Regions from separate parts of the Sus scrofa genome. Here region 2 is linked to region 1. A link is a contact called in public Hi-C data. All regions are on one chromosome and are shown on one strand. The core of a region is the stretch at or near the end of the contact, and the rest is flanking DNA. Distances in the headings are between cores, read along the strand shown. Region 1 holds the start of FAM114A1 (protein NOXP20). Region 2 holds the start of RFC1 (replication factor C subunit 1).

Evidence for each region. A called contact is a pair of places that touch in the nucleus more often than the background predicts.
Region 2: a contact with region 1 is called in a Hi-C map of skeletal muscle, with 6 times the contacts expected there. The contact joins the promoter of RFC1 here to the promoter of FAM114A1 in region 1. A contact is called at or near these places in 1 of 47 Hi-C or Micro-C datasets (skeletal muscle) and 1 of 2 datasets of contacts at active chromatin or transcription factors (alveolar macrophages).

What each region holds. Positions count from the first base shown.
Region 1 is chr8:30,189,283-30,193,464 of Sscrofa11.1, forward strand. FAM114A1 (protein NOXP20) reads left to right here and starts at 2,668. Exons shown (of 15, transcript XM_003128921.6): 1 at 2,668-2,768. MIR574 (microRNA 574) reads left to right here and starts at 2,998; the gene lies at 2,998-3,077.
Region 2 is chr8:30,634,232-30,638,595 of Sscrofa11.1, forward strand. It overlaps RFC1 (replication factor C subunit 1), which reads right to left and starts at 1,701. Exons shown (of 25, transcript XM_005666588.3): 1 at 1,511-1,701. The coding sequence starts at 1,513.

The sequences.
Region 1 (4,182 bases), core at 1,418-3,917:
TAACAGTGAAACTTGAAACACACTAAATGTCCATCACGTGGGCCACGGATATATCATGGCACATTCATACAATGGAATCCCAGTAATGAATATACTAGAGCTATATGTATGAATATGAGTGCTTCTCAAAAATATAGTGTTGAGTAAACAAATGTACAGAATGTTATTTATAACATTTTAAAACTTTGGAAAACAGTGGATCAAGAAGATGTGGTACATATACACAATGGAATATTACTCAGCCATTAAAAGGAACAAAATACCTGCATTTTTAGCAACGTGGATCGACCTAGAAATTATCATGCTAAGTGAAGTCAGTCAGACAATGAGACACCAACATCATATGCTATCACTGACATGTAGAATCTGAAAAAAGGACACAATGAACTTCTTTGCAGAACAGATACTGACTCACAGACTTTGAAAAACTTCTGGTTTCCAAAGGAGACAGTTTGGGGGGTGGGGGGATGCACTGGGGGTGTGGGATGTAAATGCTATAAAACTGGATTGTTATGATCACTGTACAACTATAAATGTAATAAATTCATTGAGTAATAAATAAAAAAACATTGGAAAGCAATTCTATATGGTGTTTATAGACCAGGATAGGTGCAGTCAAGTAGAAACATGGGCAGGAAGCTTGCACAGCAACCTCAGGACAGTGGTCACCTCCAGAGAAGGTGGAAAAGAGAAGGAACAGAGTTTCAAACATATCTGTAACTTTGTTTCTTTAAAAAGGAAGTTCTAAAGTAAATATGACAAAAAAAATTGTTAAATCTTCATATCATCATACCATTCTCTACTTTTTTTTTAACATATATAGGTGCTTGTCATATTCTCTACTTTTCTGTTTTAACTTTACCACTACTAGAATTTTTTAATTCTAGAAAATTAAATTTTCTACTACACCAGAATTTTTTAAATAAAAAAATTATGTTGCAAAAATATTAAAATTTTGAAATAAACCTGGTGGGCTTGGAAGCAGCAGCGTTCAAGTAAAAGGGCGTAATTAACAGCCAGCAACAAAACCTGCCCATGTTGCGTGGTTATCTTATTGGAAAGGTGTGGTTTGGGTCCAAGGAGAAAAGGAAAAAGGCCCTTTAAAAGGGAATATCTGTTTGGGCTGTTGCCATTCAGCAGGGCTGGGAAGGGCAGATGTGGCAAAGGTACTTGCTGTATCCAAGGCAGGCAAGGAAGTCACAGGCATGTTGCCTGTGTCTGTGGAACAGCAAACACACCTGTCACACCTGGAATACAATTTACTAACACTCACAATTGCATAACTCAGAAAGAATCACTGTTTTTAAAATAAAAATTTCCCTAACTTGAATAGGTTTATACTATACATAGACTTTTTTTTTTTTTTTTTTTTTTTTGGTCTTTTTAGGGCTATACCTGTGACATATGGAGGTTCCCAGTCTAGGGGCCTAATCAGAGCTTCAGCTGCCAGCTTATACAACAGACGAAGCAACACCAGATCTGAGCCACGTCTGCAACCTACACCACTGCTCACAGCAATGCGGGATCCTTAACCCACTAAGCGAGGCCAGGGATCAAACCCACATCCTCGTGGATTCTAATCAGATTCATTTCCGCTGAGCCATGACAGGAACTCCCTGTACATAGACTTTTGTAAGCTTCCCTTGACCTTAATATTCGTCTATGGCCTGCCTTTCTTCCATGTCAACAAATTGGATGTAGAGTTTTTTTTTTAAGTCGGTGGGCATTCATGGCATGTGGACGTTCGAAGGCTAGGGGTCCAATCCGAGCTACAGCTGCTGGCCTACACCACAGCCACACCAGATCTCAGCCACATCTGCGACCTACACCACAGCTCACAGCAACGCTGGATCCTTAACCCACTAAGCAAGGCCAGGGACGGAACCAGCATCTTCATGGATACTAGTCGGATTCCTAACCCACTGAGCCACAACAAGAACTCCCCCTACTATAATTTTTAATGACTACAGCGTATTTGATAGTTTGAAGTTACTACAGTAGTTCACCCATGTTTTATTGGGGGACAGATTATTTCCAGGTTATTTTCCCTGGCAGAAAGAACCACAATAAACATCCTCGGACATGCATATCTCCACATACTTAGGACAAATTCGCAGATGTGGAATTCCTGAGCCAAAGTCAATACGTTTGAATTTCTGATCCACGTTTCCAAACTGGACTTTTAGAAACTGTATTTGCTTGGTTGATTGGTTTTAAATCAGATTGCAATTCCACAAACCGGGCGAAAGCAAGCTGTTTAATGCACCATGGCGGGGGCGGGGCCGGGGCGTGGCGGGGGCGGGGCCGGAGGTGGGCGTGGAAATCGCAAACTCTTACTGAACTTGAGCGACCCCTACCCGGTGAAACTGTCTGCGGGGCTTCCCCGGTGCTTTTAAAAGAAGGAAAGGGATCAGAACCCTGAGACCCGTCCCGGGTGGGGTGGGCGCCCCTCCAGCTCACTCAGCGGCACAAAGTCGGGAAAGCCAAGTTTCCCAAGGGGATTCAGAAGCGCGGCCAGGACCCTCCCAGCCTGGGGAAACGGGCACCGGGTTGGGGGTGGCGGGGAGGCGATGGTCCTCGGCGGCGCTCGGGGCCGGGGCGGGGTCACGAGGAGGCGGGGCGCTGTCACGGCGGCGGGGCGGGGCGGCTCGGCCCGTCCGCACCCGTCCCCCTGCCGGCCCGCCCTCCGGCCGCGTCCCCGCCAGCCCTGCCGACGTGGCGGGGCGGGACCCGGCGGGCGCTCCCGCGCGCACTCGGCCGCCTGAGCGGTAAGAGCCCGGGGCACTTCTCCCCATCATCCCTTTCCGTGGGCGGGGGGATGCGGGGACAGCCGCCGCGGGGTGGTGGGGAGACGCTGCCGTCGCCGCTTGTCGTTTTCGCCGAATCCTGCCCGCGGTGTTAGTGAGAAGCCATCTGCAGGGACTTGGCACGGGGCGCGGGACCCAGAGGACCGGCCTTGGGGGTGAAGGTCCGGGCGGCGCGGCCGAGGGCCCTGCGTGGGTGCGGGCGTGTGAGTGTGTGTGTGTGAGTGTGTGTCGCTCCGGGTCCACGCTCATGCACACACCCACACGCCCGCACTCCGGCTCTGCCCCCTCGGCCGGCGTGAACCCCTGCGGAGCCTGGCTTGGGCTCCCTCCCGAAGTATCCTGTCCTGGCACCAAGCAAGTCTGAGAAAGTTTCCCCAAGGTCCCCGGTCCGAGCGAGAGGTAGGCTGCAGGGGCACGGAGGCAGCAGGTCCCATCCCGGGGTTCGCCTGTCCTTGGCCTCGGAAGACCGAGCTCAGGCCTTGACTTCCACCCAAGCTCCTCATCTCTCCCCGTGCAGACGCCAGCAATGCCCACTCTCCCACCCCAGCCAACACCCTAAGCCAGCTGCAGCACCTCCATTCACAGCTCCCAGGTTGAGTGTTACTCCCTTCCCCAGTCCCCCAGCCCCCCGCCGGCACAGTGGGCTCATCTTCTTCCCTGGAACTTGGTCAGTATTTCCAGCCGGCTCAGATCAGGCACCCGAAATTCACCGCCCTTTCCTAGAGTTGGAAGATCTCTCTGTACGAGCAATGAGAGTGGTTTCTATGTTTTACCGATCCCCTCAATTCTCAGCCTAAACATCCTGACAGACTGAGTCGGGTGGCTTTTGAAATCAGTGTCTCTTGAACTGCGAAGACCTCAGCCAACCCGGGGAAACTGAGAAGGAGGCAGGCTTTCTCCTCAGTCCTCTCTCTGCCCCCTTTTCCTCCTGGTGCCCCTTTCCTGCCTCACCCGGATCTGCTTCCCGCTCTCTCCTTCCTTTCCTCCATCAAAACCTGAGCTCAGGAGAGAATCTGATAACGTCTTTACGTGGTAAGCTTTAAGCAGAAGAAGGAAACTTTCAGGGTGGAATTTGAAGCGCCAAGGAGCCAGAGCAAAAGAAATTTGAGGGTCGGAGGGGGCCTTGCTGAACCTCAGGGAATCAAACCATATAAATGGCCATTTATTTATAAGACCAAGCCTATATAAAACGTTGTTTCTCTTTAATCAGTATCAAACTATATATTTCAGTGCAGTAAATATTTGTGGGTCGGAAACCAAGCTAGGTGCTTCTGGAGGAGAGAATGACACAGAAACAAACACTCCTTATAAATGCCATAGAAGTCCATGCAGAGTATTACCAAAAAAAAAAAAAAGAAAGAAATAATTCAGTCTT
Region 2 (4,364 bases), core at 451-2,950, 440 kb after region 1:
ATATTGCCTACCTCATGCCAGGCACAAGAACAGAAGCTTTACATTAATTATCTTGTTTAATCCTCAAAACAGTCATTTAAGGCAGCTATATTTTCCTCCCTTTTACAGGTAAGGAAACAACAGGATTTAAAAGGTTAAAAAGTTAAGGTATTCACTTGTTCAAAACCACTTAAGCATTAAATGGTAGAGCAAGACTAAAACATCACCTCACTCTCACCTTCAAGACTCCAAAACTCATAAACTTTCCACAACACCATAGTGCCTGAAGTCCAAAATGTAATTATGATCATTTTAGGGAGGTAGTATAATCTAACAGAAAAACCAAGGTTGTAATCCTAGTTCAATCATTTATTACTTCTATCACAAATTGAACTCTAAACGCTTCCTTTACCATCTGTAACACTGGATTGCTGTGAGGTTTAAATGAGAAAAGGTATGTAAAGTAAAGGGCTCACATATTGACCTGAAGAAGACACCTGTTACAAAGTAGCTATTATTATCTTATCCTTCTTTGAGAAGAAATAAAAAAGGGCTGTAAGGTTTCCCAATTTGGCATAAAATTACACACACACACATACAGCCCATAACAATGACATTATAAGAAATAAGCTGAAAAACTACTGAAAAAATTATATCTGATTATTAGGTAGATTCTGACTTAATGGACCATCATAAATTGACCTTTAAAATAAAATACTTCAAACACACACCTGTATCTATTGCCATTCCAGTATGAACATGTTTGGAAGGCTGCATAATTATTTCACTATTTAAACACCGAGGGGTGTTTTGGGGGTTTTTAATTTTTTATTAAAGAATAGTTGGTTTAAAATGGTGTGTTAGTGAGGGTTTTTTTTAAGAGTATTGTTAACATCAGATGCTAAGTGATGACAGCCGTCAAATGCAGTACAGCTGTTTCTACTAGCTGTTTTCTTTTCTCCGGGGAAACCGTGTTATCCCTTTGATTTCTGCGAACTCCTCCAAACAAAATAAAACATCCTCCTGATGCCCTTGATCTCAAAAGAGCTCTGTGATGAGCGTTTCACCGAGCTGTTAATGACGAAAGTCGAAGGCCCGAGACAACTTATTCATTAGAAAGGAAAGTTTGTAACATTCTTCTCCTTCGTAACCCAAAACTTGGAATTAACGCTTTAGGCAGGACTCAAACCAAGGTCCGAGGCAACGCTAAACAGGAAAAGCAACTTAACCGCTGAGCCCTCAAAATCACCTTTATTACTCCCTTCCTCCCTTCCCCCAAGAATGGAAAAAAGTTAAACTGACGCGCAGCACCACGAGCCCTGCGCGCCGGCTGCGGCCGGGAGCTGAAGCCGCGGTCCAAGGAAAGGCGTGAGACCCGTGCCAAGTTTGTGGCCCCTTCCCTGCCTTCGCACTCCTCCGGAGCCTCGCATCACGATCCTCCCCAATCCTCCATGCCACTAGTGCCCGGTCCACACCCAACCTGCAAACTCTCCCCAACCCCCGAGCCGTACAGCCTCCCACGGGGGCTCACCATCACAGCCCACGGACGAAGGCGCTGGCGTGCAGGCTGGCCGGCTGGGGAATCCGTTACCGGAGCTCGGGATCCATTGGCGCCAACAACTTCTCCCGCGAAGTGGAAGGAGGTCGAGGCAGCGGCGCCCGGTGATGACGTCAGGAGGCGCGCAGCGTCCTCTCGGGCCAGGCCGGGGGCGGGAGGCAGGCGTAGCTACGTGGGCCCAGGTGCCGCCCCTGAGGCCGGCTGGGCCAGCGCGCTCCGGAACCCAGATCCACTCTCAGATTTGCGCCTTCGGCTTTTGGCCGCGGCGGTCAGATCGCGAAGTTACGAGATTGATTACCTCGGAAGGCGGGCAGATCCTCCGGGTTACCCATCTGGAAGGATGCATGCCCTCCTTAGTAGCTTTAAAATGTTTCTATTACCAGCCGCAGTAAGATGCTGATTTTAGATGTACGTTCACATATTAATTTTAATATCTATTCTGGAATAAGAATTCCACCAAACAGTATTTACCTTTTTTTTTTTTTTTTTTTTTTAGTGTTTGAGCAACTAAATTTGGTTTTTCGCCTACTTATAAGTTTTGAAAACTACCTTTAGGACAGTTTTATGTGTGTAATTCCAAAGCGAAAGAGACTAGTAAAGTAGGTATTACCACCCACTCCACTTTATATGAAAAATGTAAGGCTCAAACAAGCTGTGGGGCCTAGCTGGGCTTCTAGGCGTTCAGATTCCCAAACCTGCGCTGCTGAGTCCCTCAAAGGGGTGTATGTGTGAAGCTAAGGCATCAACAAGGTACATCTCCATAGAACAATGATGCTGAAAACTTTGGAGTAAACAAGTTTTATATTAATAGATAAGCAATTGAATTGTGGAACAGAATGTTGCATTTGCATTCAATTTTAAGTGAATATGTGAAACCTTAGGAGTGCAATGGGCAGAGCAATATCTCCAGTTTTGGCCCTGGACTTTCAAATCCTTATCCACCCACCCGCCCACCTCTTGTTCTCTCCTGCATTTTATCACACCCATATTTCTACTATGAAAGATACCAGAGCCTTCTGAAATACAGAAGCTAAGCATGGAGCACTCATATGTATTAAACAAACACCATAATATGTGCTAAGAATGTGGCTATGGACTGTCCCAGTCTTACTCATCTAATACCCACAATAATACTGGCTGCTGTTGTTATCCGCTATTTACAAAGGAGTAAAGGGATACTGGGGAACAGGGCCGCATTGCATGGGACCCTCTGAAGCCAATATGCTAGACGGTAAGCAAGTTAATATGCCTCAGTTTCCTCAACTGTAAAATAAGATAATAGTACTATGTTCTTCATTGGGTTATTATGAAACTGTTCCTGGCACACAGCTGATAGTAATCTTTTTTATTTAAGTCAGCTGTTATCACTATTATTTTTATATGAGGCTAAGTATTATCAAGGCAGATAATTCCAAAAATGAATTTATCTACTCCATAATTTTGCTTAGGGAAATACTTGATTGGGAAGGAGGGAGTCATTAGTCATTAGATCTTTGAGAAATCAATAAAAACTATGAACCTATCTCCCAGAAAAATGTACACAGCAGACACATCATATAAAGAACCTTAAGAACCTAAACCAATTTACAATGTTCATTGTGTTGTCAGTAAGCGAATAAGATGTATATTAAAAGGTTTGCGTATCTTTTACATTATACTACTTTAAACTTTTGCATTTGTTTTTTAGTATTTTGAAGCCTTCCTTGAATTTAGGTGAGACTTAAGTCAGAAGACTGTAATTTCCAGAAAGATACTGAACTGAATTTGTTGGATTGTTTTCTTTAGGAACATTTACTTGGACATTATCTCAGAAATGTAGCAGATGAGGAGATCTCTCCTGGCGCAGCTGGTTAAGGATCCCGTGTTGTCACTGCAGCAGCTTGAGTCACTCCTCTGGCACCAGTTCAATCCCTGGCCCAGGAACTTCCCTCTATCATCAGTGCAGCCAAAAAAGGAAAAAGAAAATGTACAGAATTAAAAACGGTGTATAGGAGCTCCCATTGTGGATCAGCAATAATGAACCTGACTAGTATCCATGAGGACGTGGTTTCGATACCTGGCCCTGATCAGTGGGTTAAGCATTGCTGTGAGCTGTGGTATAGGCTGGCAGCTGCAACTCCAATTAGATCCCTAGCCTGGGACCTTCCATATGCTGTGGGTGAGGCCCTAAAAAGACAAAAAATAAAAATAAAAATAGCCATACATGTTTTGACACTCCTCCCAAATATGGGCTGGCCTGTGACTGGTTTGAGCAAAGAATATGGTGGAAATGATGCTATGGTGGCCCCAAATGTAAACTTTAAGAGGACTAGCAGCTCCTGTCTTGGACTCTGGAGCCCTGAGCCACCACATAAAACAGAAGGGGCCAGCCAAGTACAGGCTTACAGCCATCTCTACCAGGAACCAAGCTTGTAAGTAAAACAATCTTGGACCCACCATACCAGCTGCTGGTGGAATTCCACTAAGTGACCCCAGGCACCACTACATAGAACAGGAAAATCACCTAGTCAAGGTTTGCCTAAATTCTCTGACCCAAAGTACTAAAAATGATAATAAAATTATTTTATTATTTAAAAACATATAATAAAATGTTTATAAAATAAAATGTTATGTTTATTTAAAATATAATGAAATTATTGTTTTTTTAAGGTACTAAGTTTGGAGGTAGCTTGTTTAAAGTAATAGATAACCAGAACAGAAATAGTTTAAAGAACCCAAAGGGTAACCAAGAAATAAGCATGAATGGAATATTTATGCTTATTTTCTCCACTGTGGTGATTTTTTATTGCTGTATCATTCAACAAATATTTATTGAGCATCTACTGTG